2 separate regions of the Mus musculus genome follow, and region 1 is linked to region 2. Evidence: chromatin contacts called from public Hi-C data. All regions are on one chromosome and are shown on one strand. Each heading gives the region's core, a stretch centred on a gene start, on an enhancer-like site or on the middle of the called end of the contact. The rest is flanking DNA. Distances are from core to core; before and after follow the strand shown.

Region 1 (7,208 bases), core at 2,964-5,463, 910 kb after region 2:
CAGCAAACACAATCTGTTCAAGGCTCAGGAGAGGAGGCAGAGTTGCTGGCCCCACTGGTTCCCTGGCTCATAGCTCTCTCTCTCTCTCTCTCTCTCCTCTCTCTCCCTCCCTCTCCCTCTCCCTCTCCCCTCTCATTTCTCATTGCTTCTTCTACAGACATGGCTTCCAATGCCATACATCCCATCCATCTCCCCCCCCCTATATATCCAACACATGCTGTGCGTGTAGACAGGCAAGACCTTCAAAGGATGAGCCCCGGCAGGAGGGGTTGGAGCCTGTCAGCATGACAGCACACCTCCATCAGAATATACATAGCATTGAAAACCTCACTCATAGACACAGCCAGATCATGGATGCTTCTGCTCTCTCAGAGGGATAATGAGAGTACCCAAGGAGACCACCTTCCTTCTTGCTCCAGTCCATTAGACTCAGGAAGCCTTTGTCATCATTATGAGCTAATGTAAAAAGCTCATCTTTGTGAGAGAGCAGGCAGCGGTGGACCGGGTGGAGAGGAGACAGAAAAAGAGCAGTTCTTTGCTGTGTTTGTATGTGTCAGGCTGCCTAGGTTCTCCAGCATCCCTTACCTCATCTGCTCAGCCAATCCATCCTTACTGGGTACTATCTGTGCACCGGGTACCAGTTCTAGAACACATTTGAAATGCTTTGGGGATCAAAAGAGCCAGACACTGCTGCCCTCTGGTGTTCACAGTGGAGGAACGGCCACAGGACAGTAAGTAAGCCAGGTGGGTAATGATGGACTGCGGTCGGCAGACCATGCTGTGAAGGGTGAGAAGTGACTGTCTCAGACTTTGTTGGGCCACCGGTCAGCTGAAGTCACTCAGTCCCACTGTTCTTGTGTGGAAGTGATTGCAGAGTGGCCATGACCCAAGGAAACATGAAGGAGTTCTTCTGGTCCCCTAAGTACCGCCATGTGACCTCGGTGGAGGAGAACACTGAGAGGGAAAAGGAAGGGTTCCCAGCAGGAAATCTGTGAGCATGTGCAAGAGCAGCTGGAGCACAGCTGGACACAGCTGGTCAAGGCCAGGACTTGCCAGTGTGCCTGCAGAGCTCCAGGACCTCCCTAGCTAAGGGTTGGTAGGGTCAAGCCCTGGCCATGGCTGAGTGCACAGAACACAGATGACAAGGGACAGGGGCACAGAGGCTGGCGAAGGTTCTCACTGAGTGCTCTGGAGCTGCAGGAGAGAGCGCCAGCACAGAGGAGACACTCGGAAAGCCCTATTCTGACTGCTCTGGGGTGAAGGTGTTTGTGCCCCTTCTTGTCCCATAGTTAGACCACCAAGGCCGCCTAAGGAAGGCCTTCTAACCTTAGGTCAGAAGAAACAGATTTCCCACTAATTTCCCACGTGTGCACACTACACTGCCGACTAAAGACCTCCCCACGCTGCCCTCTGTATCCTGCTCTGCAGAAATCGGCCTCACCTGGGGAGGGGTAATTTGTCTTTTATGCCTGTTGAGTCTTGAGCTTCATCAAGTGAAAAATGGTTTTTTTCCATTAAAAATACACAGAGAAGGGGAAACCAAGAAGACATTTAAAAAAAAAAAAATATATATATATATATATATATATATATATATATATATATATATCAAGCTCATCGGCACACTGTAAAGTGGCCATGAAATACCGAAAACGCCGCTGAACAGAAGGCTCGCATTACCTGCCTTTTTCTGCTTCTTAAAAGAAAAAAGTCTCAGCCAAAAGTCTGGAAGTTGGTATACATTTTTCCATAGCTAGTCTCCTCAATGAGGTTTCAGCATTCAGAACTCTGGTCCGGGGAAGAGAAGGGAGAACACTGTCGTAGTAACTCTCAGGGGAAGCGGATGGCTGTCAGGGACCATCCAGACAGCCCCCAGGCTTCTGCTATCTAAGCAGAGCCTGGAAGGCCAGGACCACCCATAGAGTTCCACCACCTGACAGTGACGGAACACTCACCAGCTCAGGCCTGAGAAAACAGTCTTCAGGCAGAGGATGTGGTGCTGCAAAGCCTGGGACCTTAGGAGCTGCCTCAGTCGTCCAGAACATGTTGCTTTGTGTCTCCTCTTCCACTGTGATCAGAGGAGGAATGAACCAGGATCAGTATATGCCCCTGGGAGTCCCTTGCAGCAAAGAGGGAGGATGTGCACATTAAATTATGTGACGTTCCGGATCCTCTCACACCAGGAAAGGGGATGGCAATAACTCTCTCCTCCTGGCCTCCCGTCTCAGGCCCCATCCCCTCACTAAGTCCTGTCTCCTCCACTGCTTCATCTCCTGCGTGCAGACTCTTCTAAAGACAACAGGAGCAGAGGGCCGCAGGGGGGCCACCCCATCTGCCTTCACATTGTAGATACTTCTTCCCCACCCATCTCAGGACAGGTTCCCCTTTTAAAAAGAAATTAATTCACCCAGAGCTGGGGCAGTCTCGTATATCAATTGTCTGGCACCATCCTGGTATCCATGAATGACCACACAGCTTCTCTCTCAGCTTGACTGACCAGGGAATAATGGAACCAGGAAGTCCCTGGCCTTTTCTGGCTGGCCAGGCTACAGGTAGCCTTGAGACCCTCCCAGTTGTTCCTTTCCCAGTCTGTTGTCATCTGAGACAACCCTAATACCACCCCCAGCTACTCGTCCTCCTGCCTGCCCTGAACCCCTCTTCTCCCTCAGGTCTTACTGCAGCACCCCACTCTGGCTTCTATCCCCCAAAACAAGGTGCCTGGGCCTTCGTGATGCCTCCACTAGCTTTAGTTGATGAACCGATTGCTTGCTAAACCCTTCTCTACCCTGTTGCACATGTATATGTCAAGCTTAAATCACTTGATGAAATGTAGACAGGAGACATGGGGGCAGAAGATCAGCAGTCGAATAGAATTTTTAAGTGATGGGACCTTCCATACTATGCCTCAGAGGCTCCTGTCCAAAAATTAAATAATTCCCATAAATAAATCAGAAAGGTACTTCTGACCTCATATACAGGCTCTCTGCCCACTGGTGTTGTATAAGGACTGGGAAAGGTTCTTGTAGCTCCCAAAGAAGTCACAACTTGGGGCTAGAGAGATGGCTTGGTGGGTTAAGAGAGCTGACTGCACTTCCAGAGGACCTGGGTTCAATTTCTAGCACCCACCGGGCAGCTCACAGCCACGTGTCACTCCAGTTCTAGGGATCTGGTGCCCTCCTGCAGCCTCCACAGGCACCAGGCACTCCTGTGGGACACAGACATGTATACAGGCAAAAGATCCATACAGGTAAAATAAATAAAAATAAATAAAAAGAGTCAAACAGCCAGGATTCCACTCCGCTCCTGAGGTACCCTAGGATACACATTGAGAAGCCAGGGGAGAACTGTCTGTCCGTCTGTCTGCTCCCCAGTCTCCCACTAAAGCCAGAGACAGGCATAGTTGAGACTTCATAAGCATACATGGAGTAAAGGGGCATATGAGACGCCCTATTGATCTACTCAGCTCTGTTATCACCATGGTACCCAGATTCTCTGAAGGAGGGGGTCTCACCAGAGAAAATAAATCTTATCTCACAATGAGACCAGAATTTACAGTTGTCCTGGGAAAGCCACCTGGTTTGTATTGTTGCTTCAGCATCTATTGCCCTGCATGATAAAGTAAGATAGGGGAGTCAGCACTGGCCTGTACCCATGACCAAAACAGTGTCAGGATGGGCCTCTGCTTTCTGCCTTCCTCACCCCAATACACACCTTCCTGTCATTCTGAGTGGGTGGTAAGCCCGCATTGTTTGTTTTAGGAGCTTTCAAATCCTTCTGAGGATTAAACATTCTCTCTGTGCTTGAGACGGCTGCCAGTGGTGCCCGTCCTTACCCCTCCCCATCAGCACCGGATCCTCTCCACTGATTTCTTTCCCCACCTTCTGTACAGTGCCCCCACCCCCATCTGCTTCCTCATAATGCTCCGTATGGCCCACATTTGAGAGCCAGGAGCGAGGCAGCCAGGAGCTGGCAGTGCCGGCTGGAGGGCTCAAACAGCTGCAGCCCACTTGCAATTGATCTAGGAGACCCTAATCTTCGCAGAACGCTGAGCACAGCTTCTCGCAGTGTGACTTCTCTTACCAGACTGAGAAATGACCAGAGGGTGGTAGGTGAGGGCAGGGCTTAAATTGCAGCCGCACTAGCTGCAGCTCCCACACATAGGCCGGAAGAGGACACAGCTGCTGTCTCTTCTGGAACAAGACCACCAGCTGAGGCCCACTCCTACCACCCCCAACTCAACGCCATCCGTCTGGTTGCCACACGCTGCTTATCTGCGCATGCCAGGTGCCAGCATCTTCGAGATCCTTCCCTCCAAGGGCAGCAGACACTGGTGTGCCAAGCCGCAGACCCAGCAGGGCCATAGCACGCCCAGAGCCTGCACCTAAGATCTTCCCCATCCTGGCTCAGGAAAGAGAAAAAGGCATGAATGCCCAACTTAACTCTCTTATTTGTAACACACATAAGACAGAATTTCATCTCCCCATGGCAAATGCTCACAAAATAGGTTTGTTTGGTTGTTTTTGGTTTTGGGGGGGGGGGTGGTTGGGGTTTTTTTTTGTGTGTGTGTGTTTTTTTTTTCAGTTCTGCTTCTCAGCTGAGAGGCAGATGTGGTAAACTTTATGAGAACGGGTCTGCTGCTTAGATTCATATAGACACGTAGCAGTTCTATCAATCAGAGGCTGCTGGGAAAATCTTAGTAGTGGAGGTAAGGCTCCTGTCACCATACCTGGTACAGGAAGTGGGGCATCATGGTAACCAGACTGCAAAGAACTAGGCTGGCCTCATGTGGTTTCAGATGGGGATTTGAATTGATATGTGCAAGTGTGCATGCAATCATGTATACATGCATGTAGATGTGTGCACAGAACAGTGTTGGGCCCCATTGCTGGGTGCTGTGTACCTTGTTTTTATGAGACAGGAGCTTTCCTTGGCTTAGCATCTCCAATAGGCAAGGCTCGCTGGCCAGCAAGCACCAAAACTCTACCTGTCTCTGTCTCCTCCGTACTGGGATTAAAAGCACAGTGGCCTTTGTGTGTGTGTGTGTGTGTGTGTGTGTGTGTGTGTGTGTGTGTGTTGTGTGTGTGTGTGTGTGTTCAGTGATTGAACTTATTGACAAGGACTTTATAGACTCACCCACCTCCATAATCAGTGCTTTAAATGCGTCTTCTATCAGTGGTCATATATTGCAAAGCAACGTATTAAGGGCTTGCTCTCACTATGAAAGTGTCAGACATATGTGACTCCATCACATCTTCTGGTAGCTTAAAAATATCCAGCAGGAGCACCGATCCACTTTGAGCTCGTTGTGCCCCCCAGGGCAAAAGTCACTCATCGGTGCCCTTGGAAAGGGCTACACCAGGACTGGGTCCCTCCCCGCTGGCATTTATCTCTGTGCTGTAGTGTCAGCATACTACATATGTGTGTGTCATTTGGTAATTTAAACTTGAAGATCCTACTCTGAGAACCATATGGCTATTATATGCTGGCACAGAAGAGAGCACTTCAGAACCAGTCTCAAATCGTCTGTCCAAAATGCTCACACTACTAAAGAGTCTTTCCAACTACAGTATTTGAAAGAGAGGCTTCCTCCGACCCGCATCTATGAAACGTGTGTGCATGGTACCTGATTCTTAGGGTCAAATGTAAATGAGCAAAGGCTATCCCATTCTGGGTAAGATTCCTTTAGCCATTTGCTAGTATTTTATTTGTTTATTTCTCATACATTCATTCATGCATTCATTTTGACACAGAGTACTATGTCTAGACACAGGCTAGTCTAGAACTTTCTATATAGCCAAAAATGATCTCAAACTTCTGATTCTCTTCCCCCTCCCCCCAAATCCTGGGATTACAGACATATTCGACAATGCTTGATTGATCCACTGCTGGGGATCAAACCTATGGAAGGCTTTCCCTTGCTATCCAAGCACTCTACTGACTGAGTCACAGCCCCAGCCCCTAACATTTTATTTCATAAAGCAATGGAAAGAGCTTTTATTGTACACAGCAGCTCCAAGTCTGTCTTTAACATCTGTATATGATTTCAAGCGATGCTACATAGTTACAAAGTGTATCCTGTAGACATTTGCACCAAGCATTCCAGCTGCCCCTATCTCCTTCCTTCCTCCTTCCTCATGTGTATTCTCTGTGCTTTGTACTCTGTGTACAGGGCACAGGGTCACTGACCTGAAGCTCACATACATGTGGCCAGCTGCCCTCAGCCATCCTGGGCCTGAGAACCAGCCAAAGGATTCATCTGTAATACCTTCATCAAAAGGAAAGTGCAGGAGGTTTTATTATTACAAAGGCAACTGTGCTCATCAAGCAGTGTCAAAAAGTGTAGAGAAATGAAAAGTGAAACAGAGACACCGACCTACTTTTGACATTGCTCTAAGAGCATGCTGGACATTTTACATCTGCATATGCTCGAGCGCACAAGTGCACAAGGGCACACACGCACGCACGCACGCACGCACGCACGTGTGTACACACACTACTTTTCATAGGATGGACTTTGTACTATATGGGTTTTAACCACCCTCTTCCCTGCCACCCACTTGATAATATCACATACAAGTTTACATTTCTCTAAGGCTGTGATTAATAGCAGTCCATAATGAGGATGTGCCATAATTTGCTGAAGTAATTCATCTTGCAGAATGGTGGTCATTATCCTATGGCCTAATTTTTACATTTCTGATTTTATTTTTCACTGGGAAGAAAAATGAGCCTTTCCCTTTTCTTGTCAAGCTGTTATTAAAAAGTCCCTTTTATAATAACATTATCTTAGAATGAAGCAACCCCCATCCCATCTCATGGCCTCTCAGACAGCAAGCAATCGCAGAACAGTGTGGTACGGCCCCTTCCTGGGCCCCACGTTCCTCATTTATTGCAAGTTCCATTTCTTGCCCATACATATCCATAGTTACGAACCACTAACAACTACCATTGGCGTAATTCTTAGAAAAGTACTTTCCTTTTAAGCCCCATTTTCATTACTTCATATTTATATTTTAAGTCTTGAGTAAATAAAGTAATAAAGGACTGCAGGCCACACGACGCCTAAAAGCCATAGAGAACCTGGAAGGCAGTGGCCAGCACGTCAACAGTGCCAGCCACCTTTCCAAGCCCTAAGCGTCAGATTCAGCCTCCTGTCCTCACCAGAAGTGAAAAAGGCAAGTTAATAATGAGAGTTTGAAAATGGGTAT
Region 2 (7,490 bases), core at 2,009-4,508:
AAACATCGAGTACTTTTTAGTGGTTCACAACAAACAGTGGTAGGGCTTTAAAATTAGCTCCAGCTCCTCTAGACAGTTCAAGTAAGGAACTGAGTTTTTAGGAAGGGTTCTTCTCTGTGGCTGTTTCTGAAATGCAATTACAGGAAATCTGGAACAGGCCCTGGAGGTAATCTATAATCCCACTGTAGACCCTCAGTAGACAAGTCAACCAGAATTGAAGGATGCTGGAAATTTATTCTAAGTTGTGAAATTAGAAAGAAGGGTGGCCAGGAATCAAGTTACTGCTTGCCTGACTCTAAAGATACCTTGCTTTCTGTGAGGGAGAACACTGGGTCTCTCTAGCTCTCCCCACCCTGTGAGGGAGAACACTGGGTCTCTCTAGCTCTCCCCACCCTGTGAGGGAGAGCACTGGGTCTCTCTAGCTCTCCCCACTCTGTGAGGGAGAACACTGGGTCTCTCTAGCTCTCCCCACTCAGGAATCATAGCTGGGCTTGAGGGGCTGTAGAAATGGAATTTGGAATATTTCCACATGACATTTGGTTGTTTACCTGACCACTTTCTTAAGATGTTCCTCTTTAGCCTACATAAGAATTACAGTTGATTGAGTACAATAGGCTTAGTTGCTCATTTTATTGTAAAATCAATTTGTTTCACGGGTTTACTATTCAAAAGTCTCTATTTGTATATAATTTTCATAATTTATGCAAAGTGAATTTAAGACTTTATAGTACAATAAACACTTAATAACACCTAAAACATGATTTGAACAGTTATACAGATTTTTGTAATTTCATTTCTGCTACTATTATTATTTCACCTTCTTCCCCTCAATTTTCTTCATAAGTCCTGCATTTATAGTAGGATTTTCATGACTTAAACCCTTGGAAAAATACATTAGAACAGATTCTCTTGGGATTTTAATGTAGTTCTATAGTACCTTTAAAATAGCTCCCACCAGCTTCCTTCAACATCACCCCCATAGCGTTGTCTTTAAAAAAAAAATCTATTCACAGTAGTAGAAAAACCAGTAAAATTTAAAATTTGATCATGTCTTTGTCCCTTGTAATCCCCTGTCCTGCAACTTACCCGATGGATTGGTTGTCTTTGAGTCTTGATCTCAGATGCTATGCATACATGACCACTGTCAATATATTTTTATTTTGCCATCTGTGTTTTCAAAGGTGTTGAATGAATCACACACACACAGAGGAGAACTGTCACACACTGCCCAGTTTTCTTAATATTTAGTATTTTTCATGAATTCCTTATCCTTCCAACCCTGACCTTTTCTAGATATTTCAAAGCTATTGGGTCTTCTGCTCCTGAATCTTTTGCATCGTTGGCTCTCTGTTTTTATTTCACTGTTTCAAAACCATTGTCCCCCATTCTCAGAACTGGGCTCCTTCCCTGGAATCACTTTTTCCCTTCTCTTTCCTCTTCTCTCCTCTCCTCTCCTCTCCTCTCCTCTCCTCTCCTCTCCTCTCCTCTCCTCTCCTCTCCTCTCCTCTCCTCCCCTCCCCTATCCTATCCTATCCTATCCTATCCTATCCTATCCTATCCTATCCAGTTTTCTCCTGTAGAGGGAATAGCACATCATGTTAGGAACTGGACTTTTCACTGCTGTTATCCATCCTTTCTATCACAAGCAAAGAACTATGTTCTTTCCTCTGAGGTCTTAGGCAGCTTTTCTAGAAATGGGATGAGCTATATATGAATTCCAATTTCATTACAAAGAAGGTACAAGAAAGTGACTGTAGTTCTCTGGGCGTCATGTGCAGCTCTACTGGATAGCAGCACACTGAGCTGCCTAGATTACTGAGGGCTCAGAAAAGACCTTACTTGCAGCATATGTAAGTGTCTGGCCATCAGTGGCACTATAATTATTATAAAGCATGAGGGAGAGAGAGAGAGAGAGAATATGAATGAGAATTGAGGCCCCTGTCCTAAAGTTGACTGGAAAGTTCCTATCTTGGTCTCAAACCATTATTTAACACTATATGTTATTTTGAAGAAATCTTTAAATTGAAAAGAAACAATATACTACAAAACTAAAAGTAGATTAATTGAGAAGATAAATGCAAGAATTTAGAAAATATTGTTTGTTTGTTTTATTTTTCTGTTTAAGACAGGGACTTGCTATGTGCAGTCTAGACCATTCTAGAACTTGCTATGTGGAGCACCCTGGCCTAGAATTCACAGAAATCCAGCTGCTGCTTTTGAGTGTTGAGAGTTAAGACATGCACCACCCCACCTGGCTCAGGAGACTAGCAAGTATCTAAGAGCCTCACCTGGAGTGGTGTTAAAAGAGTGGGTGGTTGTAAACAGCAGGCAGATGTGAGAAATGCTAGAGATGGTGTGACAAGGGGAATGAGAAGACAGTCTGGGAGATATCATGGACTCTAGCCAGATTCTAATGAAGAGAGTGATCACAACAGCAGAGGTGATGTCACTTCAAGATCTCGCTCGAAATCCACTGTCACCTGTGAGCTAAGAACACAGGGTGCAAAATCCTTACACAGAGTATGGAGGCCTTATCAAGAACCTACAACCATTTCACAGAGTCCAGAACTCTTCACAGAACCTAGATTCAAAACCTTGCCCAGAGTTCTTTCATAGGCCCCAAGCTCTCTTCAGCTGTCTACACAGTGGCTTCCATTTCCACCATTTCTTTCTGGGGCATCCACATGCTGCCTTTGAGTTTTATGCAAAGGACTCTGCGGAGGGAGTGAGCATTTGTTCAGTCTTTTGGAGCAGAATAGTCTATACACTCATGGGAATCTTGAGATTCCAATCAAGCAAGTTCTCCGCTTTACTCCCTCTGTTCCAGGAGGGCTGTGAAAGGCACAAAACTGCCGTAGTCTGCAGGTCACTGACCAGGGTCTGAGCAGGAAAACACCTAGGGAAAAACACCTAGGGGAAACTGTTTTTGGTTTTGTTTGTTTTTTTTTTTGTTGTTGTTGTTTTGTTTTGTTTTGTCTTTTTTCTAACTACTGCTCTATACTATAAATTTATGCTCTGTGATAAATGGAAGAAAATATATGCCATGCACTGGAGGGCAGGTGAGGGGCAAGCTGCTTCAGAGACATTTCACTGGCCATTAAGGGTTTGGAGTAATATTCTTTCTTCTCTCTCTGCCCCTGGTCTTGTCTAGTGTTTGTCAGGTTCAACTCCAGCTATGGCTTCCCAGTGGAGGTCGATTCTGACACCAGCATCTTGCAGCTCAAGGAAGTGGTTGCTAAGCGACAGGGGGTTCCAGCTGACCAGCTGCGTGTGATTTTTGCCGGGAAGGAGCTTCCGAATCACCTGACGGTTCAAGTGAGTCTCCCTGGGTGGGTGGTCCCTGGGATGTAGCCAGGGCCAAAGACCCTGCAGCTAATGCTGCCAATCTGACATTCACGCCTGAGATCTAATAGAATAAATAGTACCTGGGGATTCCTTGAACTTTACTCCGCACGGCTTCATTAATTCTGACCTTCTTAATTATGCATTAAAACAGTATGCAGGAAGGACTGGAGGAACAAGTGTGGGTGAGCCAAGACCGGGAGAGAGAAGCCAGGGGCGCGCGCGCTCAGTTTAGTGAATAAATGTTTACTGACTGAGGGAGCAGGAAGGCACAATTTCTGGGTCTGTTCAATTTTTACCTTCCTTATTCTATTTGAATCGTAATGAAGAAGGATTCAAATAAATCGTTCCCAAGAAGGCTGCTCAGGCCATGCCTAGTGAGGGATTTACAACCCAACTGTGACCCCTGGAGGACACTCATAGCTGCTGCCTGGACTACAGCAGACACTGGCCCAGGGCCCCCATTTGCAGAGGGCTCTGAGCCAAGGACAGGAAGCATCAAATTCACACAGCAAAAGTCCATCTTTGTATCTCGGGGGCGTAGACGGAGTTACCCCTGGCCGACGCCCCTGAAACAGAACTAACTAAACTGTGGGGATCTGCTTTCCTGCCTATTACTTCCTGGGTATCTGGCCCCTGCTGTGCTGTGGAAACCGCTTCTTTATGGCATCTTGTACATTTGGAGAGATGAGTTTTGTAGGCATCCAAGGAACTGGATAGCAATTGATGCACGGGCCCTTTGCCTAGAATGAGAGAACAGTGAGTGTTTTGGAGGGAAGTCCGGCAAATATGAACCACATTTACTCAAGTGATTAGAAGCAGGGAAAAGCGCGTCCCCTCCACTCTGTGTAGGGTGGTATTGCACCCTGGTTCACAGCAGGGTGGGGACCTGTGCTGTACTCGGAGCTTCTGACTGCCCAGGCCAGGCAGTGCGCTGACGTATTTGCTGCTTTGTGAAATGCTTTTGGAATGTGGGTATACAAAGAAACTATAGAAATGCAAATGATTCTGCTATCTCCCCCCCCCCCCCCGCCTGCCCCCTTTGGTGGCAGGAGGACTCACACCCATTGTGCACAAAGTGCTGTGCTTTGCTTTCAGGCAATTTGTTTCATAAGGGAAGTGCCTGTGCTAAGAAGTGTTTGGATTTTTTTTTTTTTTTAATTTCAGTCAACTAAAAAGCTTTTGCAGTTCCTGCCAACTTCTAAACCTAAGATTGTTTCCTTCACAAATAAATGGTTTTAAAACTGTTTCTTGAATCCAGATAGACTTTATTATGAGAGCCATTAGATTTTAAATCCCCTCACCTGTACAAAGGAGGGTACGTGTAGCAGTTGGCTGTTTTTTGTTCAGTAAGACTAACTGGCGTGAGGGACAGATAGATTTTATAACAGTTAATGTATTGGTTCAACTGTCTTACCTTGATTCGCACGTTTAGAATTCCCAGTGTTCAGAGCTTTTCAGTGGCTTGGTTAGAGGGAGTTCGTTCAGGGAGTCTGCTTCTTACCCGCTTAGGCCTCTGAACTAAAGCAACACTAGCTCAGACTGTCTGAGAGCACTACATATGCTAAAATCACTAACAAAGCCACGTGGTCCAGCCGAACGCATATAATATGCACAGGCTGTGTGTAATTATTACTGTATAACCCATTAAAGATGAGTATCGTGATGTTTCAAAAGTGAGGCTGTATATCTAATGGGAAGGCACCAGGAAAGAGCTCCCGAGTGGATCCAGATATGGATTCTTCAGATGAAAAGGAAACACACACCACGGGCTTGGGAGGCAAGCCAGGTGCTGTTCTTCCGGAAGCAGAAGCAATACTGAAGACAGGAAAAGATGGAGTTTCCTGGGGCATTTGACAAAATCTTGACAGACTTGGTCCTTCGATTTCATTCATAGACAGCAAAGGGGTGCCATAGAAAGCCATGGGAAGGGAGCTGAATGTCCAGGGGTGCTGAGAGTTTATGAAGAATGGATATGTAAGGAGATATTTAACAAACTGTTGGAACCTGGGTCTGGACCTAGGGTACAGATTTAATATTCACAGATATTTGCCCAGAGAGAAATATTTTTACAGCAACTGGAATAGATTCAATTGTGAAGGGGTGAGCACGAAGCAGTATGAGTATCTTCGTTTCCTGACAAGGGAGCAGACAACTTCAGGAAGTAGAGGCCACCCAACTGACACTTTTGAGGCTATCCTTAAAGCCTCTAAATTCTGAGAGTTAAAAAGTAAGTGAAGAGCCTTTCTGTTCTTAGGGGCTGAGGTAATCATTCAGTGACAAAGGTTGCCCTACAAACACAAGACCTGAGTTCAGATCCCCAGAGCCCTCTTTAAGTTTAACTTAGTCATACACAGTTGTTTGTAATTCAGTGCTCTTAAGGGGAGGTCAGAAGCCAGCAGGCCAGCGAGCCTAGCATACACAGCAAACAAGATACCCTGCCTCAAATTCTGTGAAGGTGGGAACTGACATGCGTGGTCATCCTTTGACTTCCACACACATGTGTTCACGCACATATACATGGTACATGTGCACACAAAGATTTTCTTTTAATTTTCTGTTATAAACAATAAAAATTTGGTGAAAGTGGAGAAAGGGTTTGTGACAGAGGACTCTGTAATGTGTTTAGCTCCACCTGTCACTGAAAGGAAGCAGACCCACCTGGAGAGTTCTCAGAGGAGAAGTGATGTCTGTCAGGCTGTGCTACATGGACTAGCCTCTGCCTTTATGAATAGCTGACTTGTATGGAGACGTAATGAGTTTGAACCAATTTTGTATCCATTAAGATTTTTTCGCTTAACATAATACCATGCTAAGTGTATACATGGTGTTCTAACAGTGTTTATATCTTCATCTACCTCTTAAATCTTTAGATTATGTCTAGTTTTTAATGTAACACATGAAAGCAAATTGATTTTTACATGCAGGATGCACATTAGTGAATTTAGCTTCTCTGTCTCACATTGTTCATTTTAAAGGTAGAAATAACTATAAGCCTAGTCTTGCAACTTTGTAAGGAAAGAAATGAGTCTGTTTATATAAAGATGCTACATGTAAGCACACTGTACCAATGTGTGCTGCTGTTGATTGTGTGGGTATTGTGTGGGTATAAGGTATGATCCTTAGATCATCTTAATGCAATCATAATCCATACATGTAAAATTAAAGTTAGAGACGAGGCAACAGTAACTGTGCAAGCATTGTACTATGCTGTATTGCATAGGTGTGTTAATTATTTGCACACTATAACAAACAGAAAAATCCCCATTTTTTGTTTCTTTGCTAAGAGTCCTGTCAGCTCTTGCAACAGAGTACTAAAAATCTGCTTGAATCACAGGTCACTCCTCTGTACTTAGCCAAACATAGCATGCTGCATGTCAAAATTCCTCAAATAACCCTCTGTTATTTATTATTAAATTTATTAAAAAAATTGTACAAAGAAAATGAATCCTAGTACAGTTATTTATATCCCAAACTGTTACAAACATTACAGTTACATTAACTGCTGAGATGAGACTTTAGTCTCTATTTGGACTTTAGAGCAGAATTAATTGCATTTTTCACTAAATGCTTTGCTGTTAATGTATCAGCAGAGGGTTAGCCAGAATATTAGTCAGGGTCCTCAAACAAAACAGAAACAATACTTAATATGTTTGTGTCCTTTGTGTCCTTTGTGTGTGTGTGTGTGTGTGCATGTGTAATTTGTATTATATACTATATATTAGACACAACACTGTACTTATTTATAGAAGTTTATTATTAGAAATTAACACTTGCCATTAAGGAGGCTGGGAAGTCCCCAGATCTGCAGGTGAAAACCTTGGAGAATCAGTAGTGCTGCTCCAAGCCAATGTGTAGGTCTCTGGGCCAAAAGCCAGAGGCACAGCTCTAGTTTAAGGCTTAGCCAAGGGAGAGCCAACAGTTCAGTTCAAGCCTGAAGGCCAGGAAGAGAGTGATGCCCTCCCTCAAAGATGGTCAAGGGGAATTCCCCTTTCTCAACCATCAGCTCTTTTGTCTTATAGCAAAGATCCTCAGCAGACAGGATAAGGACCTCTCACACTGGGAGGCAGCCTCTTTACTCAGGCCACCAACACAAACACTGACCTCATTCAGAGACACAGGTCATACCCAGAATAAGCTTTGATGTT

Evidence for each region. Hi-C and Micro-C count contacts between places; a contact is called where the count stands out from the background.
Region 1: a contact with region 2 is called in a Hi-C map of cerebellum, with 2.7 times the contacts expected there. The contact joins two enhancer-like sites. A contact is called at or near these places in 3 of 39 promoter capture datasets (cranial neural crest, hippocampal neurons and maxillary cranial neural crest), 7 of 484 Hi-C or Micro-C datasets (cerebellar granule neurons, cerebellum, embryonic stem cells and 3 more), 4 of 115 datasets of contacts at active chromatin or transcription factors (astrocytes, embryonic stem cells and forebrain) and 1 of 9 other capture datasets (embryonic stem cells).

What each region holds. Positions count from the first base shown.
Region 1 is chr17:11,974,453-11,981,660 of GRCm38.p6, forward strand. The region is part of intron 9 of Prkn (parkin RBR E3 ubiquitin protein ligase); the gene reads left to right. Gm46604 (a long non-coding RNA gene) reads right to left here. Exons shown (of 6, transcript XR_001782243.2): 2 at 1,956-2,068. Among named protein-coding and RNA genes, the nearest start is that of Gm52293, 53 kb to the right of the region's middle. Within about 2 kb of position 4,214, at least 17 of the 459 cell types and tissues checked have an H3K27ac peak or open chromatin away from gene starts, as enhancers often do. A contact at or near this core is called in cerebellum and hippocampal neurons, where this site is marked.
Region 2 is chr17:11,063,978-11,071,467 of GRCm38.p6, forward strand. Prkn (parkin RBR E3 ubiquitin protein ligase) reads left to right here. Exons shown (of 12, transcript NM_016694.4): 2 at 3,152-3,315. Among named protein-coding and RNA genes, the nearest start is that of Gm41526, 66 kb to the right of the region's middle. Within about 2 kb of position 3,259, at least 82 of the 459 cell types and tissues checked have an H3K27ac peak or open chromatin away from gene starts, as enhancers often do. A contact at or near this core is called in cerebellum and hippocampal neurons, where this site is marked.